2 separate regions of the Mus musculus genome follow, and region 2 is linked to region 1. A link is a contact called in public Hi-C data. All regions are on one chromosome and are shown on one strand. Each heading gives the region's core, a stretch centred on a gene start, on an enhancer-like site or on the middle of the called end of the contact. The rest is flanking DNA. Distances are from core to core; before and after follow the strand shown.

What was found. Hi-C and Micro-C count contacts between places; a contact is called where the count stands out from the background.
Region 2: a contact with region 1 is called in a Hi-C map of bone marrow-derived macrophages, with 2.5 times the contacts expected there. The contact joins two enhancer-like sites. A contact is called at or near these places in 3 of 484 Hi-C or Micro-C datasets (the 63-12 cell line, bone marrow-derived macrophages and reprogramming fibroblasts) and 2 of 9 other capture datasets (adipose tissue and liver).

What each region holds. Positions count from the first base shown.
Region 1 is chr16:11,431,430-11,435,861 of GRCm38.p6, reverse strand. The region is part of intron 11 of Snx29 (sorting nexin 29); the gene reads right to left. Among named protein-coding and RNA genes, the nearest start is that of Snx29, 110 kb to the right of the region's middle. Within about 2 kb of position 1,896, at least 25 of the 459 cell types and tissues checked have an H3K27ac peak or open chromatin away from gene starts, as enhancers often do. A contact at or near this core is called in bone marrow-derived macrophages, where this site is marked.
Region 2 is chr16:11,630,542-11,634,973 of GRCm38.p6, reverse strand. Snx29 (sorting nexin 29) reads right to left here. Exons shown (of 21, transcript NM_028964.4): 16 at 3,400-3,516. Among named protein-coding and RNA genes, the nearest start is that of Gm32100, 49 kb to the right of the region's middle. Within about 2 kb of position 2,568, at least 31 of the 459 cell types and tissues checked have an H3K27ac peak or open chromatin away from gene starts, as enhancers often do. A contact at or near this core is called in bone marrow-derived macrophages, where this site is marked.

The DNA.
Region 1 (4,432 bases), core at 647-3,146:
GACTTGAGCTCAGATTCTCAGAATCCATGTAAAGCCAGATAAAATGAGGCAACTCACAGCCATAACCCAGCCCTCCTGTGGCAAGACAGAAGGCAGAGACCACAGAATCCCAGAACTAGCCTGGCATTCAGTGGCCAACAAAAGAGAGGCTGCCTCATATAAGGAAGATGGCAAGCACCAGCACCCAGGATTATCTTCTAGCCTCTACAGGTCACGATGGTGTGTGCACACCTACACACACACACACACACACACACACACACACACACACACACACACACAATCATCACAGCCTGACAATTCACTAAGAATTCAATAAAATCCCTGTCCTTTTCTGCACCAGGCAGCCTGTTTCCCAGATAGTCATTGCTCCCTTTCCTTAACCGCTCTATTCCCAACTACTCTCCAGCCTGAGTTTGTACTCAGGCTTGGTTTTCATCTCTCTAATCACCAGGACAGTTCCCTCAAATTCTGTGTAAGACAGGGCCACCTGGGAAAAGACAGACAAGTATGAGGTCCTTAGAGGGATGTGGGCACAGAGAAAGACCCACTGTCCTCAGTGGGCTGAAGTCAGGCTACCCCCATTTCTGATGGCTCCGAGCAGCTGGAACCTGCTCTTCCCACAGAGCTGAGCCTGAGCTGCTGTTAGCCAATGGTCTTAACATGCAGGCTTTTGGATGACCAGGTTGCGGACCACCACTGTAAAACTCCCTGCTCCAAAGCTGGAGTTCCCGGCCCCTCACCAACTCAGCAATATCAAAGTAATAGGAACATATGCGCCTGGCCTTTCTGCACCACGGCCATCAAACATACAGAGCTGGGAGGGGCCTATGTCAGACACAGAAGCAGCAAAACTTCAAGAAGACAGAATAGCGCAACTTAGCAACCTGGGGCAACTCCCCCAGGAATACTGTGAACCACACGGAGACCTAATGTCCTGTCCTGTCCAACTCAGAAAAGGCTAGAGAAGACAGCACCTAGGTACTGGAAACCAATAGAAGCAGAAACCCAGGCTTAGGGGCATTTCTGCCACTTAATATTTTACACATATGTATTTTATTCATTACACACACACACACACACACACAGAGAGAGAGAGTCTAGTCTCTGTATAAAAAAAATCAAGAAATACTTATATAAATTAAGAAAATTAAATAAGATATTTTTCTTTTAAGAAAAAAAGTCTTCTACTTTACTACCTAAAGTTTAAAAAAAAAAAATAGGCAGTTCAGCTTTATAGAAGTATTTAGTAGACTAAAACCAGGATACTTTAAGGATGCTTAGAGACAATAGAAACAACAGTATTGTGAGGCTACTTATAAAGGGAGATGGCATAATTTGTTTTTCTTTTTTAGCAGGGCAGCTTCCCTAGGATAGCACCCAGGGGCAGGAAAGGAGAGCCCCTCCCCTCAGACGTCACTCCTCCAGCCCTGGGACAGCACAGAAAGGCAGAGCAGAAAGTGGCACACTCTGACGGATTGGGTAGAAGTTCTCCAGTCTGGCAGGTCGCACATTCCTCTGCTCTGCAGAGCTCTGACCAGGGGCCATCACTGTTGCTTTGTTGTTGTTGTTGTTGTTGTTGTTGTTGTTTAATGCTTCTCATCAGAGGCCAATGTACAGCCAAGTTTGGGAAGCACAGAAGCAGGGTCTCAGAAGAGGAGGGCTTGATACAGCTCATAGTTGAGGTGAGAGCTGTTACCTATATTTATAAGTTCCTACAGTGGGTCAGAGTAACCAACAGACATTGTCTCAGTCAGTCTTCTGAACAATCCTCAAAGACTGGGGCTGTTTCCACTTTTCAGAAAAACAGACTGAGGCTCAATGAGAAGTAGGTCAGAGTCACAGAAGGAAGTGAAGGCCCTTGCTGACCACAGAGGGTAGTCAGATGGAGGAGGCCCCTGCCCTTGGTCCTCTAAAGGACTTCCTCTGGGAGAAATTTGCAATGTTGACATATGTACCCTGTTATGGTTTGGACCTTAATTCACCCCAAAGTCTTAAGTGTTGATGGCTTGGTCCAGAGTGCAACTGCTGGTAGGTTCTGGACCCTCTGGGAGGTAAAGTCTAGATGACACAAGTTTAGTAACCAAGGCACATGCCTTGAAGGGATCCTGGCGCCCTAATGCCTTTCTTCCTTGCTCTCTCCTTGTTCCCCAGATTCTCACCTACAGGTGAGCAGCTTCCTGCACTTCAAGCTCCCACTCCAGCACTGTACCTGGCCCAAAAACTACAGTCAACCAACCGAATTTAATGAAACTTTTGAAACAATAACCCCAAATTAACCATTTCTTCACCATGTTTTTAATTCAACAGCTAGTATTTCATTCAAATAGCAGACTCATTATACATGGTCCAAGAGCATTCAAATAAAAAATCAGATGTTACACTGAAACTAATGGAAGAGAAAGTGGGGGAAGAGCCTTAAACACATGGGCACAGGAGAAATTTTCCTGGACAAAGCACCAATGGCTTATGCTCTAAGATCAAGAATTAACAAATAGGACCTCATAAAATTGCAAAACTCCTGCAAGGCAAAGGACACTGTCAATAGGACAAAACAGCAACCAACAGATTGGGAAAAGATCTTTACCAGTCCTACATCTGATGGAGGGCTAATATCCAATATACACAAAGAACTCAAGAAGTTAGACCCCAGGGAACCAAATAACCCTATTTAAAAATGGGGTACAGAGCTAAACAAAGAATCCTCAACTGAGGAATACCGGATGGCTGAGAAGCACCTAAAGAAATGTTCAACATCCTTAGTCATCAGGGAAATGCAAATCAAAACAACCCTGAGATTCCACCTCACACCAGTCAAAATGGCTAAGATCAAAAACTCAGACCAAACATGGTAGCACACGCCTTTAATCCCAGCACTCAGGAGGCAGAAACAGGCGGATTTCTGAGTTCGAGGCCAGCTCGGTCTACAGAGTGAGTTCCAGGACAGCCAGGGCTATACAGAGAAACCCTGTCTCCAAAAAAAAAAAAAAAAAGCCTCAGCAGATGCTGGTAAGGATGTGGAGAAAGAGGAACACTCCTCCATTGCTGGTGGGATTGCAAGCTTGTACAACCACTCTGGAAATCAGTCTGGTGGTTCCTTAGTAAATTGGACATAGTACTACCTGAGGTCCCAACATGTAACAAGGACACATGCTCCACTATGTTCATAGCAGCCTTATTTATAATAGCCAGAAGTTGGGAAGAACCCAGATGTCCCTCAACAGAGGAATGGATACAGAAAATGTGGTACATTTACACAATGGAGTACTACTCAGCTATTAAAAACAATGACTTCAGGCTGTAGAGATGGCTCAGCAGGTAAGAGCACTGACTTGTGGCACATTTACATTTAGACCACTGGACCTTTGGGTTTTGTATCCGCCTGCGGCCGCACGAACTGGGTTCCTCAGTGGGAGGCCGGAGCTGTAAGGGAGGAAAGGTGAGAGAAGAGACCAAAGGTCCTGACTTAAAATCCCAGCAACCATATGGTGGCTCACAACCATCCGTAATGAGATCTGACGCCCTCTTCTGGTGTGTTTAAAGACAGCTACAGTGTACTTATATATAATAAATAAATCTTTTTAAAAAAACAAAAACAAACAAAAAACAATAACTTCATGAAATTCTTAGGCAAATGGATGGAACGAGAAAGTATCATCCTGAGTGAGGTAACCCAGTCACAAAAGAATACATATGGTATGCACTCACTGATAAATGGATATTTGCCCAAAAGCTTTGGAATACCCAAGATACAATTCACAGACCACATGAAGAAATGTATTGAATATATATTGTGGCTTTGGTCTGATTGGGAATAAGGGGTGCTATGAGGGCTGGTTAGCCAAAGACAGGCAACTAAGGTTTCTGAACTATATTAATCTAAGACAGAGGTGCCCAGAGGCCGTGGTTTATTCATAATAGCACCATAAAGTCATGTTTGTGCAAAGTAAACACAAGGAAGCTGCAATACCTCCTTGACTGATAAGAATAATTCATAGAAAACCTAGTCCCAAGCCAGGCACGGCCGACAGCCACCATAATTCCCAGGCAGGTCCATGGAGCATAAATAAATTTTATGCCCCAATCCAGCTAATTTTTATTATATATTTAGGGAGGAATTGTAGCCTCCCCAGCCGTGAGCAGACTGATTCAGACCTTGCTGGAACTGTGAATGAGACCACCTAGGGTGGAGTCTTCGGACCATGATGGCTCTATTGTTCTGTCACCTGCACTGCTCTTCTCCAAGAAGCTGCTACCCACCGAGAGGCTGAACCTGTCTTCCTGAGATACTTCTGAGATAGCTGGCAACCTGTGGAATTGGCACCTAATGCTAACAGCTCTGACAGACTAGTGTTAACAACTTAGCAACAAAGCATCAAGAAGCCTGGCATGGCAGGGGATGCCCCCCCCCCTTTAAGCACAGACTCTTAGG
Region 2 (4,432 bases), core at 1,319-3,818, 200 kb before region 1:
TGCATGAGTGTTTGTCTGTATGTTTGCATGTACACTATGAGCACATGCATGAGTGTTTGTCTGTATGTTTGCATGTACACTATGAGCACATGCATGAGTGTTTTGTCTATATGATTGCATGTACACTATGAGCACATGCATGAGTGTTTTGTCTATATGATTGCATGTACACTATGAGCACATGCATGAGTGTTTTGTCTATATGATTGCATGTACACTATGAGCACATGCATGAGTGTTTTGTCTGTATGATTGCATGTACACTATGAGCATATGCATGAGTGTTTGTCTATATGATTGCATGTACACTATGAGCACATGCATGAGTGTTTTGTCTGTATGATTGCATGTACACTATGAGCACATGTATGAGTGTTTTGTCTATATGACTGCATGCACACTATGAGCACATGCATGAGTGTTTGTCTATATGACTGCATGTACACTATGAGCATGTGTGTTGCCCACAAAGGTCAAAAGGCACCAGATGCCCTGGAACTGGAGCTTCGGGTATTTGTAAACTACTATGTGGATTTTGAGAACAAAATCTGAGTCCTCCTCAAAAGCAATAAGTACCCTTAACCACTGAGCAATCTCCTCCATCAGGTATTTTAACAAAGGAGAAAAGTAATCCACATTGTAAGATAAGGTTGTTGGTTTTTTTTAAAGAGTCCAAAAGGTTGGCATTTCCAACTGTTAAATAAAATCCAGTCTCTAAGATCAGATTGAGCCCTGCCCCTTCTCACTGTAAGCCTGTCTTGTCTTCTGTTGTATGAAGGTCACAACTGGTAGCACTGTTAGGTGTGGTGGGGAGGAAATGACACACGCATACTTAAGGAAGCTCATCACACTTGGGCAGTGTGGAGGTTTGAATAAGCTTGGCCCATGGGAAGTGGCTCTATTAGGAGGTGTGGCCTTGTTAAAGGAAGTGTGTCATTGCATAGGCAGGATTTGAGGGATCCTACTGCCCCATCCAATGTGGAAGAGACCCTCCTGGCTACCTGAAGAAGCCAGACTTCTGGTGGCCCTCAGATCAAATTGTAGAACTCTCAGCTCCTCCTGCATCATGTGTGCCTGGACACTGCCATGCTCCCACCTTGATGATAATGGACTGAACCTCTGAAACTGTAAGCCATCCTCAATTAAACTTTATAAGAGTTGCTTTGGCCATGGTGTCTTGTCACAGCAATAAAAACCCTAAGAGAGGCAGTAAGTGACAGGCAATCAGTTACTGCCAGCTCCTCAGATCAGCAGTTACAATCTGTACAGTCTTCATCCTTCACAACAAGAATGAGCGTGAAAGTAGCTCTCTGTAACAGTGTCCACAGTGACCCTAGTCATCTACTCTTTCAGCATAAAGGACACACAAGAACACTACCTAAGTTCAAACTGAGGGTATTCTAAGAAATGGGCCACTGCTCACTTCCTGTCTGCCCATGGTCCCCTCTTCAGCCATCCCTGAAAGCTGGAACTCTATTCATGGGAGACTCACTGTCCTTCTTATTCACAGCACTACAGAAGCATCAAGAAGAGGAACCACTAACCTGATGGAGACACAGAATAACCGGCCTAGGGAGTAACAAGAGATGGATGAATAAAGAGACAGCAGAGTTTGCAGGAGAGCTGACAGGAAACAGTCCAACCAGAATCACACCATCAGTGACACGAAACCAATCTTACACATCTAGGCTCAAGTATCCGCTTAAGGAAAATGAAAACGGGAGGGGTGAGCCGCAGCACCATTCAGTGATGTCATCAGGGAAGCCAGTATAAAACTCCAGGATGGGAACAACCCAGTGTTGTATATCAACTGCAAGGGAGAGAGAGAGAGAGAGAGGAGGGAGGACCCAACAGACAAAATGTAAGAAAAAAGCCAGATTCCCAAAGGCAGGATGGTGGACAGCAAAGGCTGAGGGAAGAAGAAAGGAGTAGGGTTTTGTTGCAGGTGGAGAGTCAGTCAGTCTCCAGAGAAGCATGGCACCATGGTGGGGACGGCTGCACAACACAGGAAAATACACTGCTGAGCTGTCTGCTAAAATGGTTGGAATGAGGTAGGTACTTTTACATCCATTTTTAAATTGTGAGGAAAAAACCTAAGAGGCAATCAATGAAATTATAACATGTGAGCCTCATGTGGATCCCGGATTTTAGGAAGTTATTAAAAATGAGACAGTTGGACATTTGAATACTGCTTCTTGCTGCTGTAAAGGATTTAGGACATAAGAGGTGGGGTGGCATGGCATTTACAGTTTCTTATTTCTAAAAGGTTTTCCCTTTTGTTTAAATTTGTCTCTTGTATATTATATCCCAACTGCAGTTTCCCCTCCATCACCTCCCCAAATCTCTCCCCTGTACCTCCCCTGTGCCCCAGGCCCATCCCACCTCTGCCCTCCCCTCAGAAAAGGGCAGGCCTCCCAGGGACATCCACCAGATACTGCAAAACAAGATAGAAGAGCATTTTCTTATTTTCGACATATACAGTAGGATGCAGAGATAAAATATTACTTACTTAGTGTTTGACTCAGATAATATGGAAGGGGGAAACAGGAAGTGGTATGTTGAAATAGAACTGACGGCAGCTGGTGAGAGCCAAGCTTGGCAATGGAGACCTGAGCATGCTCACTGCTTCCCTGCCAACCTTTGGAACTTGCTGTTTTGCATAGGAAGTGTTTAATGAAGATGAAGCTATGGTGGGCATGCATGGAAGGACCAGCATCCAACCTGACAGCATCACAGCTTGAAATGTTCCAAGTTGGGATGAAAGTAAACGTCTAAAGGACATGACTGATCACAGGTTGTCTCATCAGATACAGAATGACTGAGCCAAGGAAAGCATCAAGCAGTTCTTAACCAGGGGTGTCTGGGGAGATGCAATTAGTACTCCTCTAGTTAAAAAAAAAAAAAAAAAAAAAGGCAGGGATCCCAGAATTCACAGGTCAGCCCTACAACAACAAACAATTGCCTGTGACTCGTCCTACACAGATGCTCCTCAAACCAATCTACCTAACAAAAACAATCAAAAATGAGCAATGAAAAGCTCCATCCCAGCAGACCGCATGGGTACAAGAACACAAAGCGAAGCCTGTTTCCTGGCTGCAGAAATCTGTCCACACAGCAGAGCACAGACACACAGTGGAAGGTCTAAGTCAGTTGAGAGCACAGCACTGTGGAAGGAACATGGAATGCGCCTGTATGACAAGCACATACAACTGCATGACTCTCTAATGATACAGTCTGCAGGTGCAACAAGGGTGTGTGCTTGTCTACTTCCTGTACCTTCCTCGGTCACTGACACCGGCAGAAATGAACTAACTCGGGTAGCAGAAGCCTGGTGGAGCCTCAGGGAGAGCAGAGTGAAGTGGCAGGGCTCAGACCTGCTTCCTGGTGGGGAGCACTCACCGGTCCTCGGAGGTCAATCAGCTCCTGCCTCATTTGGGACACCAGGGCTTCCTTGGCCACCAGGGCCCTGTGTAGACGCTCGTTGAACTCAATCAGCTCCCCATGCATCTCAGCCACCTGGAAAGGCAAGCAGGACATCATCAGCCTCAGGAGTGGCCCTGCCCATGCTGAGCCCCTGCTCCTGGCAGTCTCCCTCCTGCCAGAGACCATGGCACTGTGCACCCAGCAGTGGCATGCAACCTTGAGTTGAATGAGTCTGGCAGTTTATGGTTAGACCATTTCAACCCTTAACAACACTTGTCCAAGGGTTGTCTAAGTTATGTTTGTTGATAAAGTTCCTGCTGGGGCTGGGGGTGCATATAGATAAGTGGTAGCGTGACTGCCTGCCATGTACAAGACCCTGAGTTCAATACTTAGCAGTGCAAAAATAAATTAACCAATGGTGATGATGATGTCCCAGCTAGTGGTGCAATGGGAATAAATGCAGCTCCATTCACGAAGTCCCTGGGTTCAAGTGAGAAAACAGAAATGAGCTCCTTCCTAACTGTGGCTGCACACTCCTCAGCGGCGCCACCGCTCGTCACCATTGACTCTGTCTGCAGCACAATAACATCTTTCCCATGTTCTTAGTCAGCTTCTTATGACAGCTTTGAGGGGCAGATGGATTGATCCCACCTTCCACAAGCAGCTCTGAACTCAGGAGCTTCGAGAGCCTGTTCCAGGCCGTGTAATTGGTTCCTGGAGGGAAGATTAGAGCCCTGGCTGGGTGCTCTAAAACTACACCAACCCCACATGCAGCTGGTCAAGCTTGAGCCATAGAAGCTTCCAAACTCAATTATTCAACATATTTGGCTGGTTCCCAAAGAAGCAAAGATAGAAGTGCTATAAAGTCGTTTGTAGCCAATGCAAGGCCACTCAAGTATGCAATTCAGTGAACCATGAGAGGGTGTTCTGAAATGCTGTCCCTGAACGCTTCAGGAAGACCCCTGGGCAAGCAGCCTCACTTGGCCAGACTGCTGCCTCCTAGCAGACT